Linked DNA regions of Pan troglodytes: region 2 is linked to region 1. Evidence: chromatin contacts called from public Hi-C data. All regions are on one chromosome and are shown on one strand. Each heading gives the region's core, a stretch centred on a gene start, on an enhancer-like site or on the middle of the called end of the contact. The rest is flanking DNA. Distances are from core to core; before and after follow the strand shown. Region 1 holds the start of LOC742418 (bolA-like protein 2). Region 2 holds the start of CLUL1 (clusterin like 1).

What was found. A called contact is a pair of places that touch in the nucleus more often than the background predicts.
Region 2: a contact with region 1 is called in a Hi-C map of stem cell-derived neural progenitor cells, with 10 times the contacts expected there. The contact joins the promoter of CLUL1 here to the promoter of LOC742418 in region 1. A contact is called at or near these places in 2 of 7 Hi-C or Micro-C datasets (blood and stem cell-derived neural progenitor cells) and 1 of 1 other capture datasets (stem cell-derived neural stem cells).

The regions. Positions count from the first base shown.
Region 1 is chr17:30,086,167-30,089,799 of NHGRI_mPanTro3-v2.0_pri, reverse strand. It overlaps LOC742418 (bolA-like protein 2), which reads left to right and starts at 1,565. Exons shown (of 1, transcript XM_054671912.2): 1 at 1,565-2,041. The coding sequence starts at 1,565. The coding sequence ends at 1,981.
Region 2 is chr17:30,302,012-30,305,644 of NHGRI_mPanTro3-v2.0_pri, reverse strand. It overlaps CLUL1 (clusterin like 1), which reads left to right and starts at 1,958. Exons shown (of 7, transcript XM_016933414.2): 1 at 1,958-2,076; 2 at 3,181-3,329. The coding sequence starts at 1,971.

The DNA.
Region 1 (3,633 bases), core at 316-2,815:
AACAGAGGAAGATGGTTTTGGCAGCAGCTTTTGAATAGACTTTGAAGAAAAAAATCAGAGAGAGGGGAAAAAGGAAACGGGAAAGGGAAGTCTGTTGAGAACTCAGCATGACATTTGGAGTGGGTGGAGAGCTTCCTGTATAGCTTGATGTTTGGAACATCTGGTCACCTCTTACAATAACAAAACCTTAGAAATTTCAAGCTTTCTCAAGTGGCCAGGTTAGAATGAGTGTGAATTCCATGGCCAAACCGTCATTGCCAGAAGACAGGAATATCTAAAGAAAGAAAAATTCAGATAGAAACTGACTCTTAACACTGAGAACACCCCCACTAGTTTTTTGATGTAAGTAGTCCTATTTGTCAATGTATATACGCTTTATTTTTGGAATACAGTATTGGCTTTGTATTAAAGTGTTAAGTCTACTTTAATTCAATTATCTCAAAGGGCTAAGGTTAATCAACAGATTTACAAAGAAAGCAATTGTTTTCAAAGCTTATGATTTTCACTACCCATTTTTCTGGTGTATTAATTTTTGCTAGAGTCCATACCTTGTTTCATTTGCAATATTGGCCGAAATTTTCCACAACTCAATTGTGCCCTCTAGTGTTTATTAGCATTTAGTGACGGCCACTTTGGAGGTTTTGTTTGTTTGTTTGTTTGTTTGAGACACAGTCTCGCTCTGTTGCCCAGGCTGGAGTGCCGTAGCATGATCTCGGCTCACTGCAACCTCCATCTCCCGGGTTCAAGTGATTCTCCTGCCTCAGCCTCCCAAGTAGGTGGGATTACAGGTGCCCGCCACCACGCCCAGTTAATTTTTGTATTTTTAGTAGAGATGGGGTTTCACTGTGTTGGTCAGGCTGGTCTCGAACTCCTGACCTCGTGATCTGCCTGCCTCAGCCTCTCAAAGTGCTGGGATTACAGGCTTAAGCCACTGCGCCCAGCCCAATCCCAGGTCTTCAGACAAGGTAAACTCATTGTCAAGCAGAAAATGTTTAAATTCACCTATAGCCTGGAAGCCCCAGCTTTGAGCTGTCCCACCTTTCTGGACCAATCCCATGTATTTATTAAATGTATTTGATTGATGTCTCATGCCCCTCTAAAATGTATAAAACCAAGCTGCACCCCGACCACCTTGGGCACATGTTCTCAGGACCTCCTGAGGGCTGTCTCATGGGCCATGGTCACTCATATTTGGCTCAGAATAAACCTCTTCACATATTTTAGAAAGTTCGACTCTTTCTGTCGACAATAGGGAGGTGCTGTAGGATGTTAGGCACACTATTACCAGCTTCGCCAAGTTTTTGAAAGTTTTTATTATAATTCTATTGCTAATAGTGTGGTTAACCTCCATATAATAATACAGTAGTCCCTCCTTGTCTGTGAAGAATACATTCTGAGATCCCCAGTGGATGCCTGAAATCGCTACAGTACCAAACTCTATAGATTCTGCGGTTTTTTGTAGATATAGACACACACATATCCCTATGATAAAAGTTAATTTATAAATGAGGCACAGAAGAGATCAACAACAATAACTAATGATAAATCGAACAATTTTAACAATATGCCAGCATCCCTACCCTTGTGCTTTGATGCCATCAGTAAGTCAAAGAAAGCTTACGTCAGGGAAGTGGCTCCTGTAAGGGCGCAAAGCAGCGTGGCAGGGGTCCGAGCTGGGGTTCTGTCTCCGCTGGGCTGCCGCCCCAGCTGGACTACCGCCAGGGAACTCAGCGCCAATTACCTCCAGGAGAAGCTGCAGCGGGACCTGGAGGCGGAGCATGTGGAGGTGGAGGACACGACCTTCAACCGTTGCGCCTGTAGCTTCCGAGTCCTGGTGGTGTCAGCCAAGTTCGAGGGGAAGCCGCTGCTTCAGAGACACCAGCTGGTGAATGCGTGCCTAGCAGAAGAGCTCCCACACATCCATGCCTTTGAACAGAAAACCCTGACCCCAGAGCAGTGGGCCCGTGAGCAGCAGAAATGAGGGACTGGAACCTGCACAGCCATTACATTATAAATCTGGACCAAAAAACAAAAAACAAAAAACCTTACGTGAGCACACACTCTTCAATACCGTGACAGTTGATCTGATAACTGGGCCAGCTACTAAGTGAGTGATGGGCAGGTAGTGTAGATGGCATGGAGACACTGGACAAAGGGATGATTCATAACCAGCCCCAAGCAGGATGAAACAGGACAGCGAGAGATTTCATCCTGGTTATCAGAACAGCGCGGGAAACTTATTAATTGTTTATTTCTGGAATTTTTCTTTCTTTCTTTTTTTTGAGACGGAGCCTTGCTCTGTTGCCCAGGCTGGAGTGCAATGGTGTGATCTTGGCTCACTGCAACCTCTGCCTCCCAGGTTCAAGTGATTCTCTTGCCTCAGCCTCCCGAGTAGCTGGTATTACAGGCACCTGCTACCACACCCAGCTAATTTTTGGTATTTTTTGGTAGAGACGGGGTTTCACCATGTTGGCCAGGCTGGTCTTGAACTTCTGATCTCAGGTGATCCACCTGCCTCAGCCTCCCAAAGTGCTGGGATTACAGGCATGAGCCACTGCGCCTGGCCAGAAGGCTGTATTTTGTATGACTGTATTTATATGACATTCTGGAAAAGAGAAAACTATAGCTATTAGGCACTGTTCTAAGTACTAGACAGACAATACGTGATGATGCTAGTCTTTGAAATAGAAAACACAGGAGAAAAAGCAGGATAGCAAAGGGGGAAATGATTACTTGAGTGTTGGGCATGTTGGGTTTGAGGTGTCTGAGGGAAAGCCAGTGGAAGTGTCAATGGGAGGCAGAACTCAGGAGCACTGCCAGGGCTGGAGATAGATTTGGGAATCAATAACATGTAGGTAAGAGCTGAAGCTGTGGAACAAATGAGATTCCCGAGAGAGAGAGAATGCGGAGTGTCCACTTAGTCCAGTCCCAGCCCTGAGCTGAGCCAAAGGGATCAGCAGGAATTAGCTAGGAAAGAAGGCCGAAAAGGTCATTTCAGGTGGAGGAAATAGTGACAGCAAAGAAACCTGCAGGTCCCTGGGATCAACTGAAAAAGCACAGGATTTGTAAATTTAGAAAGGAGGGCTAGGCGTGGTGGCTCACACCTTTAATCCCAGCACTTTGGGAGGCTGAGGTGGGAGGATGTCTTGAGCCCAGGATTTTGAGGTCAGCCTAAGCAAAATAGAAAGAACCCCCATTTCTACAAAAAATAAAATAAAAATAGCTGGGTGGCGTGTGCCTGTAGTCCCAGCTACTCCGGAGGCTGAGGTGGGAGGACTGATTGCTTGAGCCCAAGATTTCAAGGCTGCAGTAAAGTATGATTGCACTGCACTCCAGCCTGGGTCATAGAGCAAGATCCTATCTCAAAAAAAAAAAAAAAAAAAAAAAGAAAGAAAAAAAAATTTAGAAGGAGACTTGGTTGTTTTTTTTTTTTAATAAAGGATTACAGCCTGCAAGGTGGCCGTTCTGACAGGTTGGGAAGTATAGCCTCTGGGAGAGGCTGAAAGGCAGGTTTTTCAAGGGAGACAGGAATTATGCTGAGGGGGTTGGCCAAACATACATATTCAACAGGTTACAGGAGGAGCTATGAATGTTCATGAAAGGGGTCCTGAAGCATGTAGCAAACGTGCGTGT
Region 2 (3,633 bases), core at 709-3,208, 220 kb before region 1:
AAAACTTGCAAACAGGGCCCAGGTGATCTTGAGATTTCAGTTGCCGGAGAGACCCATCGTGTAGATTCCAGAGTTGGCTATCATGACTAACAGCTGTCTAAGTTGTTTTTAAATGAATCATTAAGGGCTACATTTTCAGTTCAGCTAATCAAGTAGCAAATTACAGTGGGTCTAAAATACTTGTCTATTGCATTATGTATATGCTAGACTTTATCACTTTAGTTGGTTATATCGCTTCATATACTAATAGTCAAAAAATGCCAAACGAGAAAACAAACAAACAACAAAAATGCCACATGACTGTGTAAATACACTTTTCAAACTGTTTCATCTAAGAGTTTACTCACTTTCACATTGTGGCTTATAGTATTTTCAATCTAAGAGACTAATTTTGCTTACATAGGAAACTACATATTTTAAATTGAAAATTAAAAAATATTTTTAAGGTTTTAATGAGTCCTATCAAAACACATTTGTATATAGGAAGGTAGCCCAAGGTCGCTGTTGCCAATTGTGTACACAGCCCGCCCTCTAGTGTTTTCTTCTAAACAGTACCAAATTTTAGATCATAGTTGTAAATCTCAAAATGTTGGGTTAATAGGATTAAACACTGTGTCATCAAATTGATAGGACACAGCTAAATCCCTGACACGGATGAAAATTAAAGCAGAGAAAAACGAAGGTCCTTCCAGAAGCTGGTGGCAACTTCACTGGGGAGATATTGCAAAGTTAGTGGTAAATACACTATATTAAAAAGTTTTGTTTTGTAAATAGAGTAATGATAGAAGAAGAGTTAGTTGAAATGATGTATGTAAAATGTGATAACTGCATAATGACTAGTACAGTTGCTAGTTTAAGACTGTATTAAAAAGACATTCCAAATGTTGATCAAATAATGGAGGTTTCTGTGGTTGTTTTCTTTTTAAAATAGTAAATATACGTAAAGCAGATAAATATCCCCTTTGTGGGAGTTAAAATAATCTAACTTATTTTATAGTTTTAACTTTATTAAAGCATACGACTATTCTAACTTATTTAACTTTTCTTAGTAAAGTTTTAACCTCTGTATTTAGAATATTTGTAACTAATGTGTATCGAATTAAACTCAAAGGGAAATTCATTAACTGAGAAGAAAAAATTTTAACTGTGCACTATTCACATAGCATAATGGGTTTTATAAGGGGTATGAGAAAAACGTGTGTGGTTGGTTTTGCTTTCTTTAAAAAAAATAGCGAACCACGTAGGTAAAAACTCACTTGAGAACATAGAATTTTGGAGGGAAATGCCAGGTGTGGTGGCTCACGCCTGTAATCCCAGCACTTTGGGAGGCCGAGGGGGGCAGATCACCTGAGGTCAGTAGTTCGAGACCAGCCTGACCCACATGGAGAAACTCCATCTCTACTAAAAATACAAAATTAACCGGGCTTGGCGGCGCATGCCTATAATCCCAGCTACTTGGGAAGGCTGAGGCAGGAGAATCACTTGAACCTGGGAGGTGGAGGTTGCGGTGAGCTGAGATCACGCCATTGCATTCCAGCCTGGGCAACAAGAGCAAAACTCCGTCTCAAAAAAAAAAAAAAAAAAGAATTTTGGAGGGAAAAAAAATCCCTCTAACAGATTCGAATCAATTCTGTGTTTCGAGATGTTTACAAAATGAAGCTTGGACTCTGAGAGGATGTGATCTATCTTCTCCATTGCATTGAGTTCCAAGTACTTCACATGGCGGGCTTTTTTAACTGTCGTGAAGAATTTAAACCAAATAGGGACTAGAATTTGTTTGTTTTTTTAACTTACATTTCAAGCTTCCTTATGTCTCAGGCACATTAGCATAAGTTGTCTAAAGTCATAAGGAAAAATTGACAGAAAAATGCTTTGGAGTCCCAGGTGTTTTCAATTGATGCCAACAGAAACTAACCAAATGGAAGACATTTGATGCGGGTTTATTTTTCCTTTGCAGTAACAGCGGGAACATGAAGCCGCCACTCTTGGTGTTTATTGTGTATCTGCTATGGTTGAAAGACAGTCACTGCGCACCCAATTGGAAGGACAAAACTGCTATCAGTGAAAACCTGAAGAGTATGTTTGGTTTCTTATCTGTGCTGTGTCCTGTTTGCATGTTGGTTGTCCTGCTGGGGTTTATAGTGAGTCGCAGTTGAGAGATAACCATATTCGCTGTTTTCACGGTGAAACGTTCTCAAGGCGCTTAAACCAAGTCATCATGACGCCAAACATCTGGGTAAAAATAGAAAATTCCAATCACGTCTCTGCAGGCGTTCACATTTCCAGATGTTTGTATCATGTAGATACAACTTGCCAATTTTTTCACTGCATTTTTTTGTATCATCCAGATGGTTGGTGTCATCTCAGCACAGCTCTAATGAACAGTGAAATACTTTTCTAGCATTTGAAAAATTTAAACCATTAATCTGTGCAATTATTCTTAAACTAGTGAAAGAATGGGTTATAATTACATTGAATCTGGTTGTTCTGTGGCCATTAACTTGCAACCTTTGCTTGGTGATATATACTTTGGGTACTTAATATTTAGAAGAACAAATTAGCTAAAATGTAGCTGATTTAGGGTCTGTAATTAAAATCAGAGTCAAGAATAAGCTCCTTAGTAGGCCATGTTGGCTATTTTGAACAGGGAATGACAATGAATTTTAAACTTACTAAGGGCTTATTAAAGCTGTATAAGACACGTCCATTGAGTTATTAAGGAAGCTCGTATTACATGGGATACTTTCTAGGTCTCGTGCCTCCTTATTAGGTAACTGAAGCTGAAAGAAAGAGAAATTGCTGACTGTGTTTGAGGTCCCCAGCTGGGCACTTAATATAAATTATGAAGAAAATGCAAAATTTTCTCTAATATAAACACACTTGAGTCTTAAATGAAAGAAAAAAATGGATAAATGAAAACAGGGCCTGAGCAAGATGACAAGAATGAGGTTCAGTGAACTCTATTTGTTTAGGCACTCACAAGTGAGAAGTAGAAGGTATGGTCCGTGTGGCAGCTGGGTCCATGTGGCAGCTGACAGCTAATTCATTATGATCTGCTTTCAGAATATGAGCCTATAAAAGAACAATTAAGCCTCTCTTTTGGAGACATGAAAGGTTGGTGAACTTGGTGTTTTGTAATCTGATCAGATCTCAAAGAAAAAATTGCCACGTGTCTTTCAGGTTTTTCTGAGGTGGGGGAGATAGATGCAGATGAAGAGGTGAAGAAGGCTTTGACTGGTATTAAGCAAATGAAAATCATGATGGAAAGAAAAGAGAAGGAACACACCAATCTAATGAGCACCCTGAAGAAATGCAGAGAAGAAAAGCAGGTACAGTCATTGAAAATAATGTCCGTTCTTACACAGATCTGGACCAGAAATACTGCACTTGTTAGTACGATTGATGAATTACTTATTTTCCTTAGTAATAAATTTCATGGGTAGCTGCTTTTATTTGAGGAAAAGTTTAAGGGAAGCTTCAGATTTCCTTGAAGAACATATTTCGTGTAGGATAGGCTTCTGCAAGACTCCAACCCAGAATCTGGGGGATTCATCTCTGTTTAAGTGCTGCTTTCTCAAAAATAGATTATTCTTGGTCTCTTCTGAGTTAGGATATTGAGTCAAAAGTATTTGA